7 separate regions of the Mus musculus genome follow, and regions 2, 3, 4, 5, 6 and 7 are each linked to region 1. Evidence: chromatin contacts called from public promoter capture Hi-C data. All regions are on one chromosome and are shown on one strand. The core of a region is the stretch at or near the end of the contact, and the rest is flanking DNA. Distances in the headings are between cores, read along the strand shown. Region 1 holds the start of Copb1 (coatomer protein complex, subunit beta 1). Region 2 holds the start of Cyp2r1 (cytochrome P450, family 2, subfamily r, polypeptide 1). Region 3 holds the start of Insc (INSC spindle orientation adaptor protein). Region 4 holds the start of Calca (calcitonin/calcitonin-related polypeptide, alpha). Region 5 holds the start of Calcb (calcitonin-related polypeptide, beta). Region 6 overlaps Pde3b (phosphodiesterase 3B, cGMP-inhibited). Region 7 holds the start of Spon1 (spondin 1, (f-spondin) extracellular matrix protein).

Region 1 (4,062 bases), core at 1,236-3,735:
GTTTTGAGCACATGACATGTTTACATTACATTATATTATAACACATAACACCAAATAATGTTTGAAGCACCTCAGCTCAGATCTCAAACTGTATGGTATGAGCTGCAATGCTTTTACTATACTTACAAGGTTTTTTGTTTTCCTATGGTCATCAAATTAGTCTGTGATTGAATTGTACTATCATAATGTATGATTAAAAATGTATTCTTTGTATGGGGCGGGGCATAGTGGAGCACATCTTTAATCCCAGCACTTAGGAGGCTGGTAGATCTCTGAGTTCAAGGCCAGTCTGGTTTACAAGGTGAGTTCCAGGAGAGCCAGTGCTGTTACACAGAGAAACCCTGACTCAAAAAATAAGACAAATAAAAAAAAAATGTTGTCTGGAGAGATGGCTCAGTAAGTAAAGTGCTGGCCACATAAGCACTGAGGATCTGAGTTCAATTTCTACACCCATGTAAAAGTCAGGCATAGCACACGCCTATAACCTTAGTGCGTTAAGGGGAGGCGGAAACAAGAGGATCGCTAGGACTTGCTGGCCGGCTAGTCTAGTTAAGTCAGCAAGCTTCAGGGTCAGTGAGAGATCCCTTGTCTAAAAAGCATGTGAAGGGAGCCACTGAGCATGCTCAGCAGGTAAAAGGCACTTGTTGCCACGCTTGACCACCTGAGTTCAATGCCTAAAACCCACATGGTAGGAGAGAGCTGACACCTACACTGGTGCTATGCATGTTTGTCTCCCCACTTCCCACTAATAAATAGTAAAGAATAAGACTGAGAACTGGAAACGGCTCAGTGGCTAACAGCACATAATGCGCTTGCAGAGAACCCACATCGAGTGGCTCCCAGTTCCAGGAGGAGCCTACACAGCTGGCCTTCCTGAGCATTACACACACGGGCACCTCCCCATATACACAATTAAAAATAAATCTTATAAAAATCCAAAGTCTAAAAAAAAACAAGTAAGGTGGAGTATGATTGAGGGAGGCACCTAAGGTTTACCCCTGGCCTCACATATAAATTCACTTTATACATACATGACTAGCACATTTTTGTGCACATACACACATAATAAATAAGAAACTTCCTCAGGTGAAAGGAGGTTGAGAGTAGAAACATTTTATGAAGTATTAACTTACATCATCAGAGAAGTTGAAAGTAAAAGGTGAATAGTGGCCTGCACCTGTAACCCTTGGAGGCTGAACTAAGACCTGACATAAGTTGGAGGCTGCCCTGGCCTATTAGTGAGTTCCAGGCTGACCTAGGGAAAGAGTAAGGCTTTATTTAAGAAGGAAAAAGGAAAACAAAAAGAAAAAAAAAGGACCGTGGCTCACAGAGCCTAGGAGAGTAAGAAGGAAGGAAGGCTGGGAGAGGCGGATTGGTCAATGGCTGCTGAGTACAAGATAAAAAAGTTCAGGTATGACACTGTATACTACAATTAATAACTATATACTGTATATATATTTTTAAAATCTCAAAAAAATAAAAAAATCTCTATGAAAGAATGTGAAATGTTTTCACTATGAAGAAAAGATGAATGTTTGAGATAATTATATTTGACAGGATTTAAATATCAGACCATATAGATATGTATTAAAAAACACCATATTAATTTGTCCATCTTTTACGTTTTTAATCTATCAATTAAAATAATTCCTATTTGAGTTAAGAAACTATTTACCCAGGTCATTTTTTAAGCTGATTTCCGAAGGGGGTTCTGAATCCATTGGCACGTTAATTAACGTATAGCACACGTTCTCGGCTGCCGTCATGGTTTCTGTTTATAATCAACCCAATACAAGATGAAAAGGACGAAAGGTGCCAGGAAAATCTACAAAAATGAATACAAACATCATTAGAAAAAAAAAAAAAAAAGGGAGACAAATTCCGCAAATCAGTCGTGATCTTCTAAACTGCCTGAAGTTCTTCGCGTGTGACTTCGGACGACCTGTAGAGCTCTCCCCACCTTCTCCTTCCGTGAACTCTAGTGACAATCACTCAGTCCCCGTACCCGTCCACTCCCCGACCCAGGGTGTGCAAAGCTGTGGAGTCGAGGTCCACACCACAGTGACAACCCGGAGCACCACGTCACGGGGCCGTGATTGCCAACCTAACACAGTCGGATCTGCTCCAGGAGGGCGGCCCGCGAGCGAAGACGCTGCAGAACCTTGGGACTCCTCGGCTGTGGCGGGTCCCCCGTGGGAATCCCGGCCGCCCCTCACCGGCCTCTGTCTATGCAGGGTCAGGCCTCAGGCGGCGCAGACCCCTGTCCCACCGCCCAGGGGACCGCGGCCCAGCTCCCCGCCCCCACCGCCCGTCGCCGCGGCCTAGTCAAGCGCCCGGCATCTCCCCATCCGGTGGCTCGCTGACCCCGCGCGACCGCCGCAACCCCGCGGCTCGGGGGCCCAGGTCGCTACCTGGCTCCGAGGGGCGGAGGCCGGGAGGGAACCGTGGGACCGCCGACTACCGGTCCGGACAGCCGCTGCCGCGACGGCTCCACCAAGTCCTTGGCTGACGTGGAAGGGGGCGGGGAGACCAGCAAGGATGCAGCTACAGAGCCTGTACGGAGACCCAGAAAGGACAAGCCTCTTCCGCCCTGAGCTGCGCCCTGGAAGTGTGTTGTCTTCTTCCTCTCTCAGAGTTGGTTTCTGCAGCAGTGTAAACAAGTATTTTAGTTTTCCCAGCGAGTTGGGAGCTGACTTAAGCGCTGTGGTCAGTTAGCAGTTCCTTAGGAATTGTCTTCCCAGGAACTAAACTGTACAAAAGAGAAACAGAAAAGTCCTGCAGACTTTCTTCTTCCTTTCACTTATAAACTGGAAACAACCAATTCTTAGGCAGATGATTTCAGAGACCTTAATAAGATGACTAGGTTATATGAAAATACACTTGAGGGCTTAACACCTCTGGTGACCTGAATCTGACTTTATTCAGTTAACTGGAGTTATTGGAGTATCAGAAGTTGTCTGACAACTATCATTTCTACTCTTTATTTAAGAATGGTCTCGGCCAGTCAGTGGTGGCACATGCCTTTAATCCCAGCACTTAGGAGGCAGAGGCAGGCAGATTTCTGAGATGGAGGCCAGCCTGGTCTACGAGTGAGTTCCAAGACAGCCAGGGCTAAAACCAGAAAACAAAATAACAACAGAAGAACAAACAAAAAAAAGAATGGCCTCTTGCTATTCTTTCAAAGCATCCAATACATTAAAAAATTTAAGTATGATTGCCAGACTGGTCTTGAAAGGTGATCTTCAGTTTCTGAGGAGTTGGGATTACAACATGGATACACATACTGTGTATACAAAACCTGCTAACCTCACTTGCAGGATACAGAATACAAACTGTTTTCTCATTTACCTGGAATGCAGCTATTCTAACAATTCTCTTTTCTGGAAACATTGGGTTTAAAAAACAAATCCCCACCACTCAAAATATACCAGAGGCTACATATTTCCAGCACAGAGAACAGCTACCTCTCGGAATTTTGATTTTAGTCTTACTGCCCAGGCTGGCCAACTCCCAATCTACTCCTCTCCTGCCTTAGCCTCCCAAGTGCTGGGATTACAAACAAGCGCTATCATTTCTACTCTTTATTTAAGAATGGTCTCGGCCGGGCTGGTGAGATGGCTCAGTGGGTAAGAGCACCCGACTGCTCTTCCAAAGGTCCAGAGTTCAAATCCCAGCAACCACATGGTGGCTCACAACCATCCGTAATGAGATCTGACTCCCTCTTCTGGAGTGTGTGAAGACAGCTACAGTGTATTTACATAAAATAATAAATAAATCTTTAAAAAAAAAAAAAAAGAATGGTCTCGGCCAGTCAGCGGTGGTACAACATGCCTTTAATCCCAGCACTTAGGAGGGAGAGGCAGGCAGATTTCTGAGATGGAGGCCAGCCTGGTCTACAGAGTGAGTTCCAGGACAGCCAGGGCTAAAACCAGAAAACAAAATAACAACAAAAGAACAAACAAAAAAAAAAGAATGGCCTCTTGCTATTCTTTCAAAGCATCCAATACATTAAAAAATTACAAACAAGCGCTATCACGTCTGGCTTATGCTTAAAAGATGTTT
Region 2 (3,603 bases), core at 165-2,664, 310 kb after region 1:
GAACTGCTTCCTATAACCTTTCTGAAATAACAGTCTCCTTCTACTCTACAAAAAATGGTTCGTATTTTAACAATTTATACTAATTTTGAAACTGTCAAAAATTGGGAAATATCTCTAAGATAATGGAAATCTTCAGGGTTGTTTTATAGCTAGAATAAAGATCAAATGCAGCAGTAGTTTATAAAGAGTTAATGTTTGGTGGTTATTAAGCCTTGCAATACAATGTTTACTCTGAAATACATATATCCTTTTCAGTTTTGCTCCTTGCAACTTTGAAGCTATCAACACAGGTCAGGCTTATCTGATGTGCAGTAAGTGGTCATCACTGTAAACAATGCAGTTTCCTCAGTGTACCAGAAACAAAATTATTTACGCCAAATTCTAATCAATTGAATCCAATCAACCTATTCCTTAATGACAGTCTTCCAAACACTTAATTTTAATTTTATCTTAACGAACAGACTTACATTACTTGTCCTATATGAATATTCATAGTAAATAATTCCTTTCAGTTCAAATATTTATGTAAAAATTTTTAATTTCCTATTCAATGAGAAACCATTTCAAATCAACTGGTTTAAAGATAATTTTAGATTTGGAGGCATAATACATTTCTATTATATTGGCTGTGTGTTTCAGTGGTAAACACTTAACTTGCCAAACCCTACAGTCAATCCCTAACACTACTAAATGAAGATATTTTTCACACATAGTAACCAAAATCATATATAGTAGGCAATACAGTTGGGTAGCTTCTTACTGCTTTTGGGTATCATTCTAATTACTCTGATGAGGAAAATTGAGGATTCAGAAAATTAAAGGGCAATTTTAATTTTTAGCGTTAAATCTTTTAAACCATGGTTTAATCAGCAGCCTACAATACTGACCACTAACTGTCCTAGAAACTCACTGCATCTTGATTTTTCCCTCAAGCTCAGGGCCCACGGGGCCGTTAAGTTTCTGTCAGTGGCAGCTTACGGGCTGGCATCTCCAGAGAGTACAGGCCACACAGCGCAAGCGCAGAAGCACATGCTGATCTGTGGGCGGGAAACTCAAGCCGAAGCGCCTCTGGCGTGGTATTGGTGAGGCGGCTTCCTGTAGGAGGCGCGGCCCTCGAAGCCGGCTTCGCTTGAGTGGTTCCTTCTGACGAGAGGAAGGTCCGCGTTGAGGCCTACCTCGCCATACACCCGGCTCTGCTTCCTCATGTAGACGTGGGGAAGATCGGCCGACAAGGCCAGGGAGCAGATGTTGCCGACAAATGGCAGCCGCGGAGGACCCGGGGGGAAGCCCGCCGGTCGCCTCTGCCTCAGCAGCTGGCGGACCACCAGCACGAAGAGCAGCAGCAGGAGAGCGCCCGCGAGCGCCCCAGCGCACGCCCGGGCTCCCGGTAGCTCCAACATCGGCCCCGGGCTGGGCTACGAACCAGTCCGGAGCGAGGAGGCAGGGGCGCACCCACCAGCCCTGCCGCACTCCCATTGGCCCGGCGCCTCGACGGCCCGCCTTATCTCTACGGCCATTGGTTCATTCAGTGTGGGCTCAGGGTCCTTTGGGTTAGCCAGCTCCAGATCTGCTTTGCTCAGAGTCCGTTTGTAAACCTTTGGGTTTGGCTTGGCTCTTGGTGAGGACCGCATAACGGGCACGGAGCCCTAGGGCCCTTTTCCGGAATGTTGTCAGTAGGTTGGTCATGTGAACTTCGCTCTCTGGGCTCGGTGCATCTTAGTTCTCTGGACGTCTGTCCTTAAAGAGTGTCTAACGTTGCCTGGTCTGTTTATTTTCAGTCTACGGATAGGGAAGAGATTAGAACTGCATTCTTTAACCGAGTCTGGTAATAACCAGCACTTCCATTAGCGAGTCCACATATCAAGAGGAAAAGGAAATAACCTTATTGTATTTTGCTTCACTCTGTCTGCAATTTCACTGTTTGTTATGAGCCATTTCTCGGTGGACCCTTTGAGGATTCTGATTAGTTCTAGTCACCTATCTTTTCACCCTTCTTTGTTCTCCCAAGCCCCCATTGGTTTCTTATTTATAATCTCAGAGGCCTCTCTTTTCAGGGATAGCACTGACTATTCAGGTTCTCTGTCTCCTACTGAGGCAGAGGCACTGATTTTATGTCGTTAGTTCAGCCCACATTCCTGTTTTCTATTGGGCAATTACTTGCAACACAGGACCGGCAGGACTTGAGACTCCCAACAACCTGCCCTCTGATTATGATTCAGCACTGGCAAAAGTTCACCAGTTCTCATTACCTTAAGTTTTATTCATGCTACTATTTATTGAATGCCTGCACAGTGCATGTGTCTTATACATCGAAGATACTTGGCTGGAAAAGAATAACAAAGTTCCTACAGTGTTTTTCAGGATCTCCATCCATAGACAACCCACCTACTGTTAAAATGCTTGATATTTTATCTTGAAATATTCCTTAACTTTATTATTAATCGCCTAGTAGGTTAGAAAAATAATGGTGAGATGTTATTACTAAACTAAACCTTCAGTTTCACAGGATGGATATTGAGGTTGCCCTTGGGAAACAGTAACGGTGAAGCAGCAGGAGCGTTCATTGCCTGCTACATACTTGATATCAGCCCCGCCTTCTTCTCTCACATCATTTTAAGGCTTGAAGTATCTAGTTTGGCTGCAGCTGCTGTACAATACAGGTACTCCATTCAGGAGGGAGTCCCTTCCATTGTTTATTTTAAAAACAGATTAATTTCAATTCCAGGAATACTCTCCAATTTGTGTTGATTAAGGAATTATTTCTTCTTTCCCTGCTACCTTAGTAGGGAGTACAGACTCTCCCAGTACAGCCTATCTGATTGACAGCACTAATGTACATCTCCCCCACTGACCTTTAAAGAGTAAGAGCTAATGAATAACTGAAGCTCTGAGCCTCCTCTTGAGCCATTTATTTTGCTAGTGCTCAGCAACGTTCACTGCACCCTTCCTTTCATTCTGTCTCACAGAGTTTACTCTTGGAATAAAAGACTCTGATCAGTACTGTTTTCTATAGCTTTTATTACCACAGGGGTGTTTAGAAGGGTAGAGTTTCACTGTTTCACCATGAAGATTCTGTTTTTCCTATACAAAGTGGAATGAATTCTTGAAGAAATATGGACACCATATTGGGGCTTTGCCATTTCTGTGTACAGAGTGATAATAGTCACCACAGACAAAAGGATAGCTTGTGATCCATTGAGATTTGGGAACTGTTATGGTTTCAATATGGTTGTCACCAAAACTCAGGTTGAGGCTTAGTGTCCAATATGACCCTGTTGTTGGGATCTTCAGGAGGTAATTAGGTTGTAGAAATTCTACACTCACAAAGAGATTAATGTAGTTATCTTGGGATGTGTTACTTACCCTGTAGAAGGTTGTTAATAAAAATAAGTAGGCTTTCGGTTGCTTCTTTTGTGTCCATGTCAGCTCTTCTGTAAGAGCCTACTCCTGCTTCCCTTCCAACTTTCTCTTATGGAGCTGCATGGAGCCCTCACTTTAGAAGCTCGTCCCAAGCTCTTAGACCTACAGAACTGTAAGCTATGTGAAGTCTTCTCTTTGTAAATTACCAGACCTAGCAAGAAACGGGGACAGGAGCCAACACTC
Region 3 (3,592 bases), core at 1,067-3,566, 490 kb after region 1:
GTGGCTGTGTCTGGGGAAGACTCTGGCTCTGTGAATGTCTCTGCTCATGTGTATGTGAACATTTATATGTGCTTATATGGCCAAGCAGGCCCCCTTCTCTTAGGGTGGAGCCTGCAGTTGGCTCATGCCTGGGATCCCCGAGCCAGCTAAAGCCTGCAAAGGGGATGGAATTTCCATTAAGAATTAAGCAGGGCAGCACTTGGGAGCCAAGCAGACAGAGGGTAGGGGAGGAGGTACAAAGGAGGATACTTTAACTCTGAGCTCCTGGGGCAGTCTTAGTTCTGAGCAGCCTTGAAGTTCTGCTCATTAGCCTTTGCTTTGAATCTCAGGCCTTCTCAGGTCCATGGCCCAGAAGGATGGGTGGAGAGAATGAAGATGCTCACAGGGGACTCTGTAAGAATACCTGAATCATTACAGCCCAGACTATAACCATGAGGCGGCCCCCAGGGGATGGAGACTCCACCGGAGAGGGCCCAGGCAACTGGGGCTTGTGGGGAGCACAGGAGTCCAGGAGGCTGTGCTGTGTTGTAGGTATCTGGGAAGGGTGTGAGTGTGTGTATGTATATTTGTGTGCATACATGTGTGAGTATTCATATGTGCAGGCATGTGTCTGTGTATCTATATGCATGTGTATAATATATGTTATGTATATGTGTATACTTATGTGTATTCCTGTGTACATGTACATGCATGTATGCATGTTATGCATTTGTATATGTGTATGTGGGTGTATCTATGTGTGCATTATGTGTTTTGGGGTGTGTGAATGTATGCGTGTATTTATGGGTGTACATGTGTGTATACACATGTGCATGTGAGTCTGTGTGTGTATATATGTGTTTGTGTATGTGTGTTTGTGTATGTGTATGTAATGTGCATGTGTGTGTGTGTTGGGTTGAAGCTTCAACCACAAATTCCTCAAGAGTACATGTAGCAAACCTTACTCTCAAATATAAGTACAAGATTAGACCCAATTTCAGAAATAAAAGACCTTTGAGGCCTCTTGCTAACAGGGATGCTGTTTAAGATTCAAGCCTCACTTCTAACATGCTACAAACCTTATTAACCTTCCTGGTCATTTACCGAGCTTTCACACGCCTTTTGAGCAGGCAGACATGGTTATGATCCCATTATATGTATGGAAAAAGTAAAGCTCAGAGTAGTTGGGTGACTTGATTTAGATACAGCTGGAAAGTAGGTAGTGGAGGAAGGACAGAGGACAGGTTATTTGTGTATCCCTTCACCTACCAGCAGCACATGGAGAGATGATTCAGCAACCTGCCGACTTGAGGAAGGTGTGAAGTAATGTCAGCACCCAGTCAGTGTTGCCTAGAGGCCCAGCCCTGTTCCAGGGAGAGAGACAGACCCACAGATAGTGGACTGAAGTCCTTTTGCACAACAAAAGCCATGACATCTGTATGGAAGCAGGCTGAAAGTGAAACTTGGCTTTTCCTGGGAATGACTGGGCCACCTGCAGCCACAAGCTCCCAGAGAGCCACAGTGAATGATTTGCTGTCAAAGCTGTGGTATGCCCAAGGCCAGGCAGTAGCAGTGCCAGCCAGAGCCTGGAGCAAGGAATAGGGAGGTTTAGCATCAAGAGCTCAGGACATTGTACCACAGAGGTGGTACTGAGCCTCCTCTCCCTGCACATGTAATGTAAGCAAAGCTCCTGCCAGGGCCCCGGGTGGTGGTGAACTGTCTTTTCTTGGCAATCTACCAAGGTAGAGACTTTTCAGACCCTGGGGATTCATGGCAGAGTGGAAGGCATCGAATGGAATGAGCCAGTAGCTTCCTTTTGGTCTAAAAATGTAGCATTCCAGAGCTTTGGGGCCTGGACCAGACTTCTGTGGACTTAGCCATCTGACACAGAGCCCAGGGGTGAGGTTGAGGTGGCGGGGTTTCTCATCAACACCCCCTGTCATTTTTGGCAAGTCTGTGATTTGGAGGGTGACTTAAGTGGGTAACTGAGTTTCCAAAGGGAAGCACCTGCAGCGGACAAACCCAGTCTCATTCCTGGGGCTGTTCAGCGAGGCCGTCCCCTCCTCAGGGATATAAATTGGGCCCAAATCTCTCCTTGTTTTCTTTCAGCTCCAGAAAACCTATCGTGGCAGCATAGTCCCTTTCCCACTCCAGATGTTGGCATGTAGGACACATGTGGGCGCCCTCGCCTGGCCGGCTCTGGAGCCTCCGGGTGATGGCCCAGCCCAGGGGTGAGCTGGGTCTCTAATTAGACCCGACCACGTTCTCATTCCAGAGCTCCCACAGATGACAGCGCGCGGTCTCCACCGTGGCCAGGGGCTCCGAAATAGCCCTCGCGTCCCGGCGGAGCCTTGCAGGCCACTGTGCCTGGCGCGGGACAGGCGTTTGGCTCGGTGCGCGCCGCCGCCAGGGAAGAGCCTGGGTTTGGGGGTGGGGGAAGCAGCGGGGGGGCCGACGGCAGTGCAGTCCCCAGCGCCCCCGCGGCCACTTTGCTCCTAGCTTCTGGAGTTCCAGCTGCTGTGAGCTGCCACCCATCGCTGGACTCTGCACACACTGCTTTTTGTCTTGTAAAATCAGAGTAAGTAAGCAGAGGGGATGGCTAGCTCCTTTGGCTGGATCCAGGGGCTGGGGCTGGAGCTGCAAGCATGGTTGTGACTTCTAGGATAGCAGGTGTGATTGTGTCAGTGTAAGAGTTTGTGAGTAGGAGTGAGTGTCAGTGGGAGGGAGTATGGGATGTCATCGTGTGGAGTTTTCTACCATGTGCACACGTGTGTGTGTGTCCCCTGAAGCATGCCCACAGGTGTGGCACACAGGTGGGTCTAGTTATGACAGTGGAAATGAAGGGGCCTCCAGGGATAGAACCTGCCAGAACCCTGCAGGATGAAGGTTGAAACGGAGAGACAGGTAACAGGTAGACGGTAGTGATAGAGAGCAATAGATATCTGAACTTCCACTTTCTGGGGTGACCTGACTTGTCCCCAGCTGTTGTCCTCACCTGGGGTGTCTTGCTTGTAGGTCACGAAGCTTTGGTTTCTCAGGGCTTTGGGCCACACTGGAGCTCAAAGCTCTAGTCCAATATCAGAGTGAATGGGATTTTGACTGATACTACTTCACAGGTCCAGGGGTAGAACTCCACTTTCATAACCAGAGAGGCATGGGGACAGGGGACACTTGTTCATATACACACACACACAGTGCAGCCACACTCCACACAGATTGTACACCCATGACAAATGGCATGTATGAAATATGCACTCATGTGGTAAATGCATATGCAAACCCACACAGCCTGGAATTGACCCTGGCATCACCTCTAACCCCACCCCCTTTTGCTTCTTGTACCCTTCATTGGTCATCTCTGAAAAATGGTTTCAGAAACCTGGTCTCAGAAGGGGAATACTTTCCAATTGAGGGTTGGGGGGAGGGCAACGGCTGGAGGTGGTATACTGAGTGGGACTGGACCCACTGTTTCGGGGCTTCAGTCACCTCGCCCTAATTAACTGCTGAGGGACAGACTTTTCAACACCCCTCCCTCACCTTCATCAGTTATGTGGAGATCACTTGGGACACTAATAACAGTGCATGGAACACTGAATGCCTCCAAATGCCAGGG
Region 4 (3,725 bases), core at 311-2,810, 380 kb after region 1:
AAGTAGATGAGAAATAGATTAACAGATTATAAATTAGAGTCAGTAATATTTATTGGCAAGTTAGCAGATTAGAGTAAAATTCATGTCTCATAAGGAATGAATTGAACAAAAAGGTTTAACTCTTGATACTAAATATGGGGGGGAAGTGGTGAAAGCATTTTGTTAGTTAAAGGGCTACTTGAAATTTAAGCTTATAGTGAACTTACATGTGTGTCTATGTACATGTATATATTTTTCCACCAGATAGTTGGGTTTTAAACATTCGGTACTCTGTGGTTAACAGGAAGTTGGCCAGTCCCAGGACACTAGGACTCCTGTCTTTACACGTACCTCAAAGGCACTGCCTGGAGGCTGCATGCCTGGTACAGGAGCAAGATGCTGACAACCAGGAAAGGGGAGAACTTCAGGAAGCCCATGATGCCTTCCTGCAAGAGAAGAATGTCTATTTATTCATTTGTTTATTTATATCAGTTCAAGGTTCTATAAGCCCATGGACCTGGCTTTCTGTGTGCTTATGCCTGTGACTCCCCGACATTTTGGCTTCATACTGATAACCACATTTCTCATCATCTTTGTTCCCTCATTGTCCAGTGTGCATGTAGCCTATACGGTTTGGAAAGAATCTTAGCCCTAAAGATGGAGGAGGGGGAGGGTGCGGGGGGTCGGGGGTGGTGGTGGTGGTGGTGGTGGTGGTGGTAAAGGAGTGGTGGTGGTGAGATCAGTCTCAAGGATTCTACGAATCCCAGGTGTCTCCTGTCTCTACATCTGTCTCCACAGGGAAGTGTAGAGTTGTCTTCTCTTTGTGAGTTTTTTTACAGACACCTAAGAATGTGAGAAAGAAAGTCTATGGAGAGGGAATCTTTCTGCCTTGAAATCTGAGAAACTGACGGCTGCACTGCTCAGCTGCTCCACCCTCTGGCAACTCAGTTGCCTACAAGAACCAATCTAAAGTTGAGGTGGAAAACACTTCTCTGTTAATCCCAGGGTCCCAAATCGGGGTTTGCAATTGCGGCAACTGACTCTTGTTCGCTACATATTGGCCCTAGGCTCGGACTCAGGACCAATTTCTCAGGAAACGAGAATACTGAAAGCACCATCTAAGAAGAGCTACGCCCGACTGCGCGCGTGAAGCCTAGGAGCTCAGCGTCCCAAGATTGGTGGATCAGGTGTACAGAGAGAGAGAAACGTGAGACTGGAGCCTGCGCTCCAGCGAAACTGAAGGAAGGCTCTGCGGACCAGTTCTGTAGGGACCTATCTGGATCGGGATCTAACACGAACCACGCTAGGACTAATGACTAACGGGGACTGGGATTGTCAGGAAAGACAAACCAAGGACTAACAGCGAGAGCGGGAGAGAAGAGGGAGAGGAAGAGAAAAGTAGAACTACACACCTGAACAGGAATTTTAGGGCTCACCTGGTGAGCGGTGCCTTGGAGCTGAGCCTGCGGGGATCCTGATGGAGCCAGGCAGTGCTTGCGAAGCGGTGACTCTTGATCCTGGCAGTGGCTCCTGTGCCTCCCAGCGCCTGCAGCTGCTCTTATTCCCGCCGTGGTGAGTCGGGAGGGGTCTCGGGGCTCCAGGCAGCCAATAGGTGGAAGGGCCCCATGCCCCAGACAGATTGCGTCACCTCTGTGCTTCCAGAACTCAGAGCATCTAGCAAGATGACACCATTTGAATTTAAATTGAGGTCATTGGTGGAAGTGGGGGAGATGATACGGATCAGTGAGAGCCACCCTTAAAATTAGCGGGAATTTGGAGGGCCTTTTGACATCAAGATAAATTTCATCTCTTCTTTCCTTCTTGACTTTGAATATTCCTGACTCCAATCTCAGAATCTTGGAGAGTAGAGTCCAGTATCTCAAGCACTCCTTGCTGCATGTCTGATTCTAATCGTACCCCCACCCCCACCTAAGTCCGTGCCTAATCTAGAATAGTTTAGTGCACCTGAGGGATGAATTCTTGATCTGCAAGGCTAGTTCTGGCAGCGTGGCACACAGGTTTAGGCAGATAGTCAGAGGTGTTGGTACTGCACACAAGGACTCAGTTAGACCCGAGGCTTGTGGCAGCTGCCTCATTTGGGGTTATGTGGCCACAGGTAAAATGAAAAATGAAAAAAAAAATCCTCAAAAATCTGACACCCCCCAAAAGACCCCCAAAGCCTGCATGAAACCTCAACATATTAAACTTTTCAGTGGGTATCATAGTCCCCCTTTGAAGGGCCTGCTTGTAGAAAGAAACCTTGGTGTTTTCTGGGCTATAAAATCTCTCTTTCTCCAGTGTGAATCATCTGTATTCAGCTTGGCATTCCTAATGCGCTGGATAACACACTCACATGTGTGAGAAGGGGTTGTATTTAGCTGGGTCCTGCTTGGGGTAGGGGGTACGAAGGGGTAGTGGGGAAAGTACAAAGAAGAACCAGATGCCTCCAAAGTCTCCATTGTAGATCTTTTTCTCCTCCTGCCTGGCTATCTATCACTTCTCATTAGGCTGCCTGCCTGCCTAAGGATTTGCACAGCTGTCCTTTTGCTTCCTGCTGCTGTTTGCCAAGATGTTCCAGTTGTATTTGATCCGGGGGTGGAGTGGGAGGCCCTCTCACCCCCACCCTTAGATCCCTGAGCTGAAGAGCTAAAGAGCAGGCAGGCTTGACAGTGCTGCGGAGATGCTGCCCATCCTAAACCTCACACTTGCTCCCAGTCACACTTCTCCTGGCACAGAGACTCTCCGCTCTTTCCAAAAAGGCATCCTCTCCAGAAAGCACAGCCACTCAGCAGTCTCTGTGGCCCACAGAAGCATCCTTAGTGGTTCTCAAATTGTCTGAAGCCTGCCTTCACGTCCCTCCTGCAGTCCATGCCACATTCCCACAGGATGTTTGCTCTTGGATCTCCATCTCACATCAGATTAGTTTGACTTGATCCCTCTCACAACCACTCCCCTGATTTGGACACTCATTTTGTCTGAGCAGTGAGCTCCAGGAACACCGACAAGGGTGGAGGTCCTAACTGGGGCATTTGCTGTCTGGGGACAAAGAAGCTTCATGTTTCTGCAGTTGGTGAGGTCTGAGTGTGCGGTGCTACATGCAGCAGCCAGTCCAGACCTAGCCAGTGTGTTGAACACATTGGAGAATCTGGGGACCATGGGGGGGGGGACACCCAAGCAAGCTTCATATTTCTCTAAACAGAGCAGAAATTAGCTTCCAAGAAGACTTGAATGGCATGAGCCATGGAACCCGAGTTGTCGGTCCTACCAACATCCCAGATGTGTCCCTCAAAGCAGAATGATGGAACACTTAACTTCTAGGATGCCATCAATGACTTTCCAGCTTAACTTCTGGGGCATCTCAGAAGTTTTAAGGTATAAAAATGTGAGGAAAGGAGTGCCAGGAATCCCTCTCCACAGGGTCTGCTCTCAGAGCAGCAACAAGACCCATCCAGGGCTGGGAGAATGGGCTTGGCCAGGCAGTGCCAGGCTGGAAACCAGAGCTGGAAGAATTTTATCGCCACTGGATTTAGGATTCCCAGGCACAGGAATCCCTGGAGGCAGACACCCAGAAGTGGCCTTCCTGGGCTTCCAGCAGTTTAGTTCTGAGACCTGGACTAAATTTTCGTGAGCAATTATGAGACAAGTTGGAGACAAGTTGGCGAGGGCTGAGATGACAGTGGTGAGCCACTGGGTCATTGCCACTTGGGACTGATGCACAAAATCTGCTTTTTGTGTGTGCTCAGGTG
Region 5 (3,908 bases), core at 350-2,849, 460 kb after region 1:
CAAAGCCATCCTATGCCTCTGCTGGGGGCAACTTTGATCTACATCTAGGTTCCTGGGGAAACTGCCTCCCATCCTCCTCACCACATTGAGGACTGGAGGCCAGCGGGAGTTTCCCAGTTGGGGTTTTTTTTTTAATTGAGGGAGGGTGGTATCATCTGCCCTTGCTCCAACAACTAGGACCTGAATCAGAAAAGTGACTCAGAGGACCTGAGTAAACACACTGAGTTCCTTTCTGATTCTCAGAAACTGAGGGCCAGGTGTGGATCTCCCAAGCCACAGGTATAGCCTTTTCCACACATTACTGGAACCCCCAGCAAGCTGGGCACTTGGAGAGTCCTTGTGCTGCAACCAAGCAGCGGAGAGGGAAAGCCTGAAGCCTTGGGAATGATGTCAGTTCACTTTCTAGTAGCTGAGCACCGCGTATCTTCTCCTCACACCTGGAAGAATGGGCGACGTGGAAAACAGGAGATACTCAGTTCTTTTTCTTGGGTGGGCACTTGTGATGCCCATGGTTAGGCCAGAGTGGTGATGTGCCTATCCCAGTGCACATAATTCATGCCTGATTCTGAAAGCAGAAATGTGAGATTATTTTTGGCCAAAGCTCAACTGATTTGGGTTAGTGCGTGCACACAGTCTTCTGCTGAAGGCAAGTGAACCGAGTATTCCTCAGTGACACGGTGTGTTAATGCCAAAGGTCACCTGCCAGCTGTCGGATGCCTGAACCTATGGATGCTTAACCAGCAGCTGAGTGAGTGTGAAAGTTCCCTGCTGACCCCTGGGTTGCTCAGGTGGCCTGTGCAGGACCCTGGCTCAGCTCTCAAGCTCTGCAGAGTGGGGTGGTGGAGATGCAGGGGAGGGGAAGGGAACTGCCATCTGAGCGCCAGCCTCCTGCTAGGCAAACCCGCCAGGGATGCTTGGAAGTGCTTTAATCTACACTGCTACAGCAGTGTGAGGTCTGGGGATTTGAATGGGGGCGGGGGAGGGATGTAAAAACCATAGCGCAGGATTTGGAAGGTCTGGTACAGGAGGAGAAAGCCCAGTTCCCTGTGCAGTCTGTTAGCCTGCTGCTCCACAATACTCTCTAGTTTCTATCCTTATTAGGTGATGGGAAGCACGCACTGCTAGAGTGCCCATTTGGGACAGGTATGACAGAAGTACCCTAATGTATCCAAGGACCCGCTTCTTCCTGTGACAGTCATCATCGTGGATGTATCTACTGAAGTCCTTTTAGAACCTGGGAGTGCTACTCAGCCTGCGTGGGAGTCCAGCTACGAGGTTCAGGTCCCCATTGGAGTGGGCAGCAAAAGGTTGTAGGCTGGAGTTCAGGTATTAAAGAGGTCGTGATGTCAAACTCAGGTTTGCTCACATTCTGGACGAATTCACCCTCTCTGTATCCTTACCCCACCCCCACTCCCACTCCTACCCGGTTCCTCAGCAATGACCTCAAAGACAGGGAGTGGACTGCTGCCTCCCTCCTGCAGAAGTGTAAGTAGCTCCAGCTATGACGTTATGGAAGCTCGGTCAGAGCTCTGATTGGTGGAAGAGCTACTGCGGACCCCCCACACCCTCAAGATCGAGAATAAGAGACCACGGCTCTGGGGACAAGACGCCTACAGCCGTGTGTGTGTGCTCTTCTGCAGTGGACACTTCACTCTCGCTGTTCCAACACGGGCTAGCAGGTGAGAAACTTAACTTCTCAACGCCTACAGCTCTCTCTCCTTTAGTTTGTTTCCTTTTGGTTGCTCTTTTTAATGCAGTATTTCACACTGTAGTCTAAGTTGGCCTGGCACCCACTATATAGCTCAAGTTGGTTCGTCTCAAACGCTAAGGTTCTCCTTTCTCAGCATCCTAAGGATGCGGATTACAGGCGCAAGCCACCACACCCCACTCTACTTGGATCCCTTTGCTGTCCTGGTTCCTTATCATTCCACATACATTTCCGCCTTCCTGCAGCCATTGTCAGAAAGTACAGTCTTGACATTTTCTTTTAACTAAAGTAAGTGGGACCCCTACGACTACTCAGCAGCACTGGAAGCTGGGCGACCCTATCTAGGCGCGTCTGTGCCCCCTCCTTGAGGGAAGGTGGTCTTGCCGCATCCTAACCAGTTTTAGGTTAAAGAGTTCCTTGGATTCGGGATTGGGGAGCACTGATCTTTTCTCTCAGATGTTTCCAGCCTTTAGCCTCCTGGGGTTATCAGCAAGCAGGTGGGTCTCGCTTCGCTGTGGGGAGGAGGAGTCCTCATCTGCGGTTCTGAGGTAGTTTAAAAAAAAAAATCTCCCAACTCTGCAGATGGAGAGAGGGGGATTAGTTCCAAGTTAACTTTCTTCCCCAGGGCAACCTCTCAGAAAGGGTGATTATAATAATTTCAACCTGTTAGAAATCCTTAGCAGCGGGACAGCAAGGCGCAGGGATCTCTGGGTGGTTTTTGGTTTCTTCACAGATGAGAGCCAAAGGGGCGCGGCACGTGTGTTCTCCTGCAAGCTGGGGGCAAATGAGTGCCGGTAGCTCCTCCTTGTTCTTAAACCGAGCAGAAACTGCAAACCACATCTACTCTCCCCCACTCGTTTCTGCTCTATCAAGCCACTCACCACACTGCATCTACTGCACGTTTTGAGAGCTGCAGTGTGGTAGGAGAAATAGAACCTGGGTCTATAGTCCTGAGCAATTGGACCATTCTTCTCTTCTTACAGAGACATCATGGACTTTTGGAAGTTCTTTCCTTTTCTGGCTCTCAGCAGCATATGGGTCCTGTGCCTGGCCAGCAGCCTCCAGGCTGCCCCTTTCAGGTAAATTAACCTGAATCAGAAGTGCAGTCTGGCTCTCCTCCGGCTGCCCCTGGGGTGTGTCAACTCTGCGGCTCTGTAGCCCTACTTGGTTATTGGTAATTCAGCGCCCTCATGTGGGAACTGGCCTAATGACCAGACCGCTACGCCCCTAGGGAAGAAGCAAGGGCTAGGAAGCTTGGTTTCTTATTTGGGGAGGAGATAGGCAGGGAATCAGAACCTGCACTGGCTTTGCTACCTCCACAGGTCCGCTTTGGAGAGCAGCCTAGACCTGGGCACCCTCGGCGACCAGGAAAAACATCTCTTGCTTGCTGCACTGATGCAGGACTATGAGCAGATGAAGGCCAGGAAGCTGGAACAGGAGGAGCAAGAGACTAAGGGCTCCCGGTAAGTCTCCTCCCCATCTGACCCCCACATGTAGGAGGACTTATTCCAGAGAGGTCGAGAGACAGTGGCCAGCAGTCCAAGGAACTAAACGTGAGTCCTAGCCTCCCACAGAGCTTCCAGTACCACCAGAGGGGCTCATAGTTGTTAGACACATTACAATGTTGTTTCTCCTGAAAACTCTTGGGAAAAGAAATGAGGAGATGTAGAAGGGATTTGGATTGCACTGATGGGGAAACATCAACATCGCTGAACCTGCTGAGGTAGGACTGGTAAGTGTGGTGCCAGAGGATGGACTAGAATTTCAGGAAGCTTTAACAGCTTCCAACATTTGCTGCTCTTTCAACTGTCAAGGAGCCTTCATTCCACACTTACAAGGAAAAGTTGTTGGGGTAGAAGGGGTCTGGGACAGGTAGCACAGAGTCTGAGGTAGGTCGGGGCATTCATAGATGTGTACACATTGTTACAGGGTCCCATGTTACATTGTTACAGGGCCCATGTGCTCCTAGCCCTGAAAGAGACCAACTCTGGCCTGGTTCCAAAGAAAAGCAATATGTTGACCTACACCCTGATCCACCGTCCCCCCCCCCCCACCCCAATCCCTGGCAGCATGAAAGACAAACAACACATGGAATGCCAGAAAGAGTCACCAATTTTCTTTGCCCTTCTCCACACTGTCCTGGCTTACTGCAACTCTGAGCCTTCCCAATGGAATTTGTGAGAACTCTACCTCTACCATC
Region 6 (4,035 bases), core at 773-3,272, 270 kb after region 1:
TCACTCTCTCTCTCTCTCCTTTCTTTTTTGTAATGTCAGGAAAAGAACTGAGGACCTTGTGGATGCTACTCAAACATTCTACTGAGCTACAATCCTGAGTTCTTAGTAGCATCTATTAAAGAGTTCTTCATACATTTTAAATATAGTGGACTCCTAAATGCTATGACATCAGTGGTTTACCTTATAAAAATGCTGTGCACATAAGTTAACATGTGAGAAAGTCCCCAGTGTCATACATAGTGCATAGCCGTCTCGCAGTGCTCTCTTGGCATCCTGGATGAAAGTCAGAAGCATCAAATTGTACTTTCAGTTTTATTTCATTTATTTGTGTTTCTCTCTATAATAGAACCATGTCTTTATCACTTGAGCTGTGTAATATGCTTTGAAATTAGGAAGTATGAGTTCTCAGTGTTGCAATGTTCTATTTTTTTTCCTTTGAGGTGATTTTGGCCATTCAGTCTCTTGTATTTATACATTAATTATATATTCAGTTTACATTTTTATGCTCAAAAAGCGAGCTTGGATTTTGATTATATACAGTGTTGAATCTGCAGAAAAATTTGTAAATCATTGCCTTTTTAATGTTAGGTTTCTGTCAAATTTATATGTACTGCTGTTATCAAGAGCCTTCTGTCTAAGCTTTAAGTAGTTACTGAGTTTTTGTTTTGTTTCACTTTCTACATTTTTGTTGTTGCTTTTGTTTATTTTAACACAATATCTCATGTACTCCAGATGGTCCTTGAACTTAAAATGCTGACATGTATAGGTCTGCATCCCAGTCTCAACTACGTTTTTTAGTTTAATAGGGATATATTTTGCTATTTTTATTTTTAAAATTTAGTTTATAATTTAAGGGGGAATCCATGGTAGCTATAACACAGGAAAATGTTCAAGGTATTGACCTGATATTAATAATTAAAGTCTTGCTAGTAGCAGTTTGCCTACATAATTACATAATTACTGTTGTAAGGAGTGTTAAGCGTACAGTTTTTGAAAACTCAATATATATTGAAAACATAAACAGTATGGAAATAATGAACATTTTAAAATTAAATTATCATTCATGCATTAAAGTCATGTTAAAATTCTTGTGATATATTGACTCAAATTATGATTAAGAAATCATTTGGCCTTTGACAAGGCCTATTTCTAACTGATGAACACAACTGAGGACATCTTTTATCTCTTATCTTGTATTTTATGTGCTGCTTACTATAATACCTTTTACATTCTGGAATTTCTTCCAATCCCTTTAGCAGCAATGATAGCTTGACCATTTAGTCTTAGCTAATATAAAGACACAGAAGCAGGTAATGAGGTGTTAGGGACCAGAGTCACAGACAGGGGAAAACACACTGTTTCTATCAGGAGGAAACAGAGAAGTAGTATGAAGTAGTTCTGTTTCAGGCCTTTGTGTGTTCGTGCTTTTTGTTCTGTTCCATTGTAAAGAGCCTCATAGGAGGAAGAAGAAGAGAAAGAGAAATTGTAGTCAATGCAAGAAATGAAACATTTCTTCGGATGAGTTTTGAAAAGTAGCATCTCTATGAAAGAGCTTTGTTTGGTGATACCTCAAATTCCCTCATGTTCATATTGTTTTTAAATCAGATTTTAATCCCCTAGTTTTATTCATTTAGATCCTTTTCTATATCTACTATACATACTTAAATTTTTTCATTCAGTATATTTTGATCATATTCTTTCCCCTCCCCTACTTTCTCCCAGACCCTCCTCACCTTAATACCTACCCAACTACTTGTTCCTTCTGTCTGTCTGGCTCTCAAAAAACAAGAAAAAATAACAACAAAAATAAAATCACATCAAACTTTGAAAAAAGAAAATTAGAGAAAAGGTAACAAGATACCACACACAAACACATCCCCCAAAATACAGAGTCTGTGTTTTAGTTAACTACCCTTGGGTATAGGGCCTGTCCTGGAGTGTGACTTATGGTATACCTAATTTTATACTCCACTGGAGAAAGCTGACTTTCCCTTTCCCAGGAAGTTTCAGTTACAGTAGCTTCCTGGTTACGGGCAGGGCTTTGTCTACTTCCTCTTCTTGGTGCTAGAATTTTGTATGACTACTATGTTTAGCCCTTAAGAACAAATGTTTAGAAAATTATAAACTTAGGGTTTTCAGGTATTTATTAGTCCTAGCAAGAAAGCATCAATCTGGTGTCAGAATTCTCTAATGTCCTGCAAGATAAACAATGGGAAAGTATTTAAATCCTTTGAGTCTATTTAATTTCAATAAATTAATACTGATACTACTTATGAGAAATTCTATCCTTAGCATAATTGACAGGAAGTTAAATGCTAATGTTTGTTTACTATTTATTGCCACACAGATTCAGATGGTAGACTTGGTTCTGGACAGATTGCTTACATTTCTTCGAAGAGTTGCTGTATTCCAGATATGAGTTATGGCTGCCTATCTTCAAACATCCCTGCATTAGAATTGATGGCTTTGTATGTGGCAGCTGCCATGCACGATTACGATCACCCAGGAAGAACAAATGCGTTTCTAGTGGCTACAAATGCACCTCAGGTAGGAAAGAATTTTTCAGAAGCTTAAGAATAGTTCCAAAAAATTTTTATAACCGATTGCATATCACTCTATAATCTGTCTTTCTTGTGAGTCATGTTTTCAGTAAACTCTTCATTATAATTAATTGGTGAAAGCACATGATGATGAATGCTAAGAGGATTTTGAAAAATTAGTTTCTTCAGCTATAAAAAAGAATAGTTTATAACTCCATGTTTCATGAATTCTATATCTTGATTGAAATATTTTTGTCTTCTAACAAATTGATAAAGCTCTGGTTAGATCATTGTTCTTTCTGATTGGGTCCATAGTGTGGCTAAAAGTTGTAATAACTAAGGAGAGCCTTAATGGTTTGTTCTTTCCATTTTTCTCCTATGATTTATCTTAATATCTTTACCTTCTGTTCCTTAGCTATGAACATATTAGTGCACTAACAATTTCTTTCTTGGGGGTGATGAGATGCCTTACCAGGTGAAAGTACCTCCCTCCAAGCATGACAACCTGAGTTTAATCTCTGGGGCTGGCTTGATAGAAAGAGAAAACCAGTTACGTCAAGCTGTCCTCAGACCTCCACACATGTGCCATGGCATGCAGATGTATCCTCATCTCACATAAACAAATAAGTAAATACAAATGTAGTAAGAAGATAGACAACAATTTATTTTGGTATAGTATTTTATATGGAGGGAATATAGCTGATCAAGTACCAAACTCTTTTAGGGTCAGATCACAGTCTAAATAAAGTAGTATGAATTCCCAACATGAATACTGTAACTGCCATAACTTTAAACATGAGAACTTGGAACTAAACATGGTTTTTAGAAGAATTTAATGTGGTTTGAGGTATTTGTGTTGTAGATTGCTGCAATGTTGTATATATGTTTCTAACCAACATATAACCAGTAATCAACATCATAAAGAGTAACCAATGTTATTATTTGTGATGAATTCATCTGTCTTCACTTTTAGTATTCTGTCTTAAATTTAGTTCCATTTATCATTTGTAGCCATTTTCTGTTCCTCTTTTTATCTGTCTTGTTCAATCATGTCAACTGTTAAAAATACAGAAGATAAAGTGTGTGTTAGAGAGACAAAGACACACGTACACACACACACACGGGGGGGGGGAAGAGAGAGAGAGAGAGAGGGAGAGAGAGAGAGAGAGAGAGAGAGAGAGAGAGAGAGAGAGAGAGAGAGAGAGAGAGAGAGAGAGACACTACCTGCCCAAGGTTACATATTTGTAGTATCATTCTACAAATTTAGAGGATATTCTAACCTCCACATCACTTTGATTGACTTACTGGCAAATCACAATTCTTTGAAAAAAGCACTAGATCTGATGCCAGGAGGTTTGTATTTAATTTCTGGTTGCCCACTTGTTCCTGAGGTGTGTGAATGAAGATAGAAGCTTATCCCTCTAGGGCTGGGATAGGGCTAACCTCTTAACAGTGTCTGTGTCTAAGCATGAGGAACTAAGTTAAGATCCCCAGA
Region 7 (3,752 bases), core at 744-3,243, 490 kb before region 1:
ATGGTTAGATTGATGATGGATGGATAGATGATTGGATGGATGCATGATGGATGGATGGATGGATGGATAGATGGTTAGATTGATGATGGATGGATAGATGATTGGATGGATGGATGATGGATGGATGGATAGATGGTTAGATTGATGATGGATGGATGGATGAATGGATGATGGATGGATGGATAGATGGTTAGATTGATGATGGATGGATAGATGATTGGATGGATGGATGGATGGATGGATAGATGGTTAGATTGATGATAAATGGATAGATGATTGGATGGATGGATGATGGATGGATGGATAGATGGTTAGATTGATGATGGATGGATGGATGGATGGATGATGGATAGATGATGAATGGATGGATGATGGATGGATAGATGATAGATGGATGAATGGATGATGGATGGATGGATGGTTGGTTGGTTGATGGATGATGGATGAATGGGTGTATGTGGAGGAGCAAATCTCTACCCAAGGTATTTGGAAAGAAAGACATGGTGGTTGGATAGATGGATGCATTCAATGAATGATGGATGGGTGGATTGTTGAATGGATGGATGAATTTTTTTCCTGTCTTCTAGTGCTAGGCATAGAGCCTAGATTCAGGTACATGCAACAAAGCTTGCTGGGGGGAATGGGAACCCAAACATGGAGTCAGTCTAGAACCCTGAGTCAGCTGGCTCACTCTACAGTCCAGATCTGAAGATGCACATAGGAGAGAGCTGGTCTGTTGGATCAGAGGCTGAGGTCCAGTTCTCATGCTTTCTCCTAAGGCTGAGAAGTACACAAGGCCTTCCACAAGGCTTATTCCTCAGTGACTTCTGAAAGATAGCATCCAGTTGACGGTGGTAGTACAAGTCACACCATAGGACTGAGGGATCAGTGGTTAGTGGATGGGGTGAGGAATGGAATTTCCAGTATTGATGGCTCTATTGGGCTGTTTGTAATCTAAGAGGAAGAGGAAAGGCGAGTCTGGAAAGTGGACGAAACTGCTTGTTAGATGCAGGCACTTGAGAAGTATTCAAGGCCCTGGGAAGAATAAAGGAGAATAATGCAGCCTTTCAGGGCATTGGGGGCAGGGGAGGCTTGTGTGCAGCAATGGCATTCAGGTATCTTCAAGTAGGGTGTCTCCTGAGGCAAAGTATTCCACATGAGAGATTTTGCCAAATTTCGGCATACACAGCTCTGGTTCAATAGCTGCCGCCCGCTCCTGCCCCATGCTTCCTGGGCAGGGAACACGCTTGGAAAGGATGTCTGACCTAACCTCACAATGGATAAATGACAAGGCTGAGGCAGAGAGACATTGAGAGAGATTCCGGCTTATGGCCTCTCCCAAAAACCTGTCCCTGGAGGCTAAGAGCCTGAACTAAATATCTAAGCCAAGAAAACACAGGCCCTTCTTTGAACATTTCAAAATGGCCAGGCTCCTAAGCAATAGACACTTATTTTTGTAAGCCCCCTCCTTCTTAAAACCTCACAGTTTATGATTGCTTAGATACACTGCTGAATAAACTAATATGTAGCAAAAAATATTTTCTTCAATAGTAACTTTTCCTCTTGTTTTAAAAGAAAAACATTTTAAAAAATCTTCAAAATTATGGCCAAGGCATTGTGCCAGCTGCTCTCAGGGCCTAAGTCTCGGGCTCCTTGCTGGTCCTCTAGCGTGATATGTTATATGGTGGCCTGGTAAGAGGCAGCGGGCCAGCACAGCAAAGGTGGCCTGCGGGGATCTGCTTGTCTATAAATAAATGATTACGGTGTGTGGCGCTAGTGCACGTGGTAGACTGATGCCGCCGCGGGGAAACCTTGCAGCAGCGCAGCCTGGCACTGAGTAGGTTTGCAACAAAAGTTAAGTTGGCAGGCTTTCCCTCCTCAGAGCACTGTGGTCCACAGGACCCAAGCTGGAACTGGATACCGAGGAAGCAGCCTCGTTGGTGGCAGGGTAGATTGAGCCAGCACGTGTCTGCGTATCCCGGCTCTCTCCCACCAGACCCTGGGAATCCAGCTTCACAAAACAAACACCAGAGCGCCCGCTAATCGCCAGCTCAGAAACAAAACAGCACTGCGCTGGGGGATCCGGGCGCAAATCAGCCCTCCCTCTTCGCGCTCCTTCGCCACCGCCCGCCCCTCAGCTCCGCTGCTCGGCTCCGCTCAGAGCAGCGCAGCTCCGCAGCCGCCAAAGCGAGGCGGGCACGGTCTCCCCACCGCCAGCGCCACCCGGGCTCCTCCAGGTTTCGCCTCTGCAGCTCCCGTCACTTGGAGCAGGAGTGTCCTGACAGGGTCTGCAACATCCGCATAAAGTTGGGGGGCCCTCGAGGATGAGGCTGTCTCCCGTGTCCCTGAGGCTTAGCCGGGGTCCGGCGCTGCTGGCCCTCGCGCTGCCCCTGGCCGCAGCGCTAGCTTTCTCAGATGAGACCCTGGACAAAGTGACCAAGTCGGAGGGCTACTGCAGCCGCATCTTGCGCGCCCAGGGCACACGGCGTGAGGGATACACGGAGTTCAGCCTCCGCGTGGAAGGCGACCCTGACTTCTATAAGCCAGGAAGCAGCTACCGAGGTGAGTGGAATGGCGTTGGGGACCGGAGATCTAGGAACCCCTAGGGCACTGACCCGAGCAAGGCTGGAGCCGGGAGCGCAGTCCCCGAGTGTACCACGTCTGCGCATCCCAGCCCGGGGCCGTGACCTGGCTGCCCTGAGCCCCTTAGCTGCCAGCTCTATACTATACCCAACAAGACAGTGTCGGGGGAGGAGGGGGCCGTCGGGGAGGCTACAGGCAGGAGAGACAGCCCCGGTCTCCAACGCAGGGTTCCCGAGCCGGGGAATACAGCCGAGCCACACATCACACCAGCCTGGCTGGGAGGGAGCCCGACTTCGCTCCAGCTGTTGGCGAGAGTGAAGTACACACACACATTTCTCCTTATCGCTCTCTGGGGAAGAGGGTACTCTCAGGTGGGTCCCAGGTAGGGCATCTCTTCCCATGGTTTTCATCCTCGAAGGAGAGATACCAGCTTCTAGATCAAGCAGGACTCTCACTTCCTGGATGGGTCCCTAACCAGTCTCAGGTTAGGGGAAGGAGGAACCTGAAGGGTCCACAGAAAGATCCCCGAATTACTCTCTTATGTCCCAGGAGAAGACAGAGACCCTTGGATTTCCAGGACAGGTTTCAATGGCAATAGGGTCCTCAAAAACAAACAAACAAACAAACAAACAAACAACCCAACACGGGTAGTCTCTCAATGGAAGGTGGAATGTGACGATAGAAAACAGACCCAGGATTCCCAGAACGCGATTCTGATTCTGGCGGCCTAGACGCTGTGCGCCCTGGGGATGCCCAGCTTTACGCAGCTCAGTAGAGAGTAGGGCTCAGAGCACAGGGAAAGGCAGTACAAGCAGGTGGGCGATTTCTGGCATGACCAACAGCTAGGCCCACACCCACCTGAAGACTCCAGTCACCTCCTCCTCCATCCTCACACTCCCTGCTTAGTAGGTCTATAGGCTCCCCAGATATCTTTTCCTTTTTCTTTCTTTCTTTCTTTCTTTCTTTTTTTTTTTTTTTTTTTAAACAAGCATTAGCTGGCTGTCCCCAGGCAGGACCCTGGGGAAAATTACTATATTTTACCTAGGGTCTCCTCCAGAGCCCTAAGTCTGCTTGGTGCCTGATGGGGAAGAGCAGATCACTGGAGAACTTGGCGGAAGAACTGGGCTTCCAGCTGCTGCCTTCCTGGTTCCCCCAGAGAGTTGCGAGAG

The links. Promoter capture Hi-C pulls out the DNA fragments that hold promoters and counts their contacts. Capture Hi-C pulls out chosen DNA fragments and counts their contacts.
Region 2: a promoter capture Hi-C map of adipose tissue shows a contact between it and region 1. The contact joins the promoter of Cyp2r1 here to the promoter of Copb1 in region 1. A contact is called at or near these places in 2 of 39 promoter capture datasets (liver and pre-B cells), 1 of 484 Hi-C or Micro-C datasets (embryonic stem cells), 5 of 115 datasets of contacts at active chromatin or transcription factors (bone marrow-derived macrophages, embryonic stem cells, memory CD8 T cells and 1 more) and 3 of 9 other capture datasets (adipose tissue, liver and pancreatic islet).
Region 3: a contact with region 1 is called in a promoter capture Hi-C map of embryonic stem cells, with 2.8 times the contacts expected there. The contact joins the promoter of Insc here to the promoter of Copb1 in region 1. A contact is called at or near these places in 8 of 39 promoter capture datasets (embryonic stem cells, frontonasal cranial neural crest, liver and 2 more), 1 of 15 datasets of contacts at CTCF or cohesin (large pre-B cells) and 1 of 115 datasets of contacts at active chromatin or transcription factors (embryonic stem cells).
Region 4: a contact with region 1 is called in a promoter capture Hi-C map of pre-B cells, with 5 times the contacts expected there. The contact joins the promoter of Calca here to the promoter of Copb1 in region 1. A contact is called at or near these places in 16 of 39 promoter capture datasets (the 3T3-L1 cell line, 3T3-L1-derived adipocytes, the C10 cell line and 11 more), 2 of 15 datasets of contacts at CTCF or cohesin (large pre-B cells and stem cell-derived epiblast-like cells), 3 of 484 Hi-C or Micro-C datasets (microglia, peritoneal macrophages and pre-B cells), 4 of 115 datasets of contacts at active chromatin or transcription factors (bone marrow-derived macrophages, embryonic limb bud, embryonic stem cells and 1 more) and 2 of 9 other capture datasets (adipose tissue and liver).
Region 5: a promoter capture Hi-C map of stem cell-derived epiblast-like cells shows a contact between it and region 1, with 7 times the contacts expected there. The contact joins the promoter of Calcb here to the promoter of Copb1 in region 1. A contact is called at or near these places in 14 of 39 promoter capture datasets (the 3T3-L1 cell line, 3T3-L1-derived adipocytes, the C10 cell line and 6 more), 1 of 15 datasets of contacts at CTCF or cohesin (large pre-B cells), 4 of 484 Hi-C or Micro-C datasets (B cells, LSK cells and embryonic stem cells), 5 of 115 datasets of contacts at active chromatin or transcription factors (bone marrow-derived macrophages, embryonic stem cells, large pre-B cells and 1 more) and 1 of 9 other capture datasets (macrophages).
Region 6: a contact with region 1 is called in a promoter capture Hi-C map of the HPC-7 cell line. The contact joins the enhancer-like site here to the promoter of Copb1 in region 1. A contact is called at or near these places in 8 of 39 promoter capture datasets (the C10 cell line, the HPC-7 cell line, hematopoietic stem and progenitor cells and 3 more), 4 of 484 Hi-C or Micro-C datasets (CD8 T cells, bone marrow-derived DN3 thymocytes and microglia), 6 of 115 datasets of contacts at active chromatin or transcription factors (bone marrow-derived macrophages, large pre-B cells, memory CD8 T cells and 2 more) and 4 of 9 other capture datasets (adipose tissue, liver, macrophages and 1 more).
Region 7: a contact with region 1 is called in a promoter capture Hi-C map of hippocampal neurons, with 4 times the contacts expected there. The contact joins the promoter of Spon1 here to the promoter of Copb1 in region 1. A contact is called at or near these places in 9 of 39 promoter capture datasets (3T3-L1-derived adipocytes, cranial neural crest, frontonasal cranial neural crest and 5 more), 2 of 15 datasets of contacts at CTCF or cohesin (large pre-B cells and pro-B cells) and 2 of 115 datasets of contacts at active chromatin or transcription factors (astrocytes and stem cell-derived neural progenitor cells).

The regions. Positions count from the first base shown.
Region 1 is chr7:114,252,195-114,256,256 of GRCm38.p6, forward strand. Copb1 (coatomer protein complex, subunit beta 1) reads right to left here and starts at 2,486. Exons shown (of 22, transcript NM_033370.3): 1 at 2,412-2,486; 2 at 1,676-1,825. The coding sequence starts at 1,766.
Region 2 is chr7:114,561,558-114,565,160 of GRCm38.p6, forward strand. Cyp2r1 (cytochrome P450, family 2, subfamily r, polypeptide 1) reads right to left here and starts at 1,415. Exons shown (of 5, transcript NM_177382.4): 1 at 1,176-1,415. The coding sequence starts at 1,400.
Region 3 is chr7:114,743,450-114,747,041 of GRCm38.p6, forward strand. It overlaps Insc (INSC spindle orientation adaptor protein), which reads left to right and starts at 2,317. Exons shown (of 13, transcript NM_173767.4): 1 at 2,317-2,557.
Region 4 is chr7:114,634,797-114,638,521 of GRCm38.p6, forward strand. It overlaps Calca (calcitonin/calcitonin-related polypeptide, alpha), which reads right to left and starts at 1,561. Exons shown (of 5, transcript NM_001033954.3): 1 at 1,416-1,561; 2 at 331-425. The coding sequence starts at 416.
Region 5 is chr7:114,717,044-114,720,951 of GRCm38.p6, forward strand. Calcb (calcitonin-related polypeptide, beta) reads left to right here and starts at 1,600. Exons shown (of 5, transcript NM_054084.2): 1 at 1,600-1,679; 2 at 2,692-2,787; 3 at 3,031-3,171. The coding sequence starts at 2,699.
Region 6 is chr7:114,524,434-114,528,468 of GRCm38.p6, forward strand. Pde3b (phosphodiesterase 3B, cGMP-inhibited) reads left to right here. Exons shown (of 16, transcript NM_011055.2): 12 at 2,348-2,547. Among named protein-coding and RNA genes, the nearest start is that of Cyp2r1, 37 kb to the right of the region's middle. Within about 2 kb of position 2,023, at least 14 of the 459 cell types and tissues checked have an H3K27ac peak or open chromatin away from gene starts, as enhancers often do. A contact at or near this core is called in the HPC-7 cell line, adipose tissue, bone marrow-derived macrophages and 1 more, where this site is marked.
Region 7 is chr7:113,764,005-113,767,756 of GRCm38.p6, forward strand. It overlaps Spon1 (spondin 1, (f-spondin) extracellular matrix protein), which reads left to right and starts at 1,994. Exons shown (of 16, transcript NM_145584.2): 1 at 1,994-2,562. The coding sequence starts at 2,325.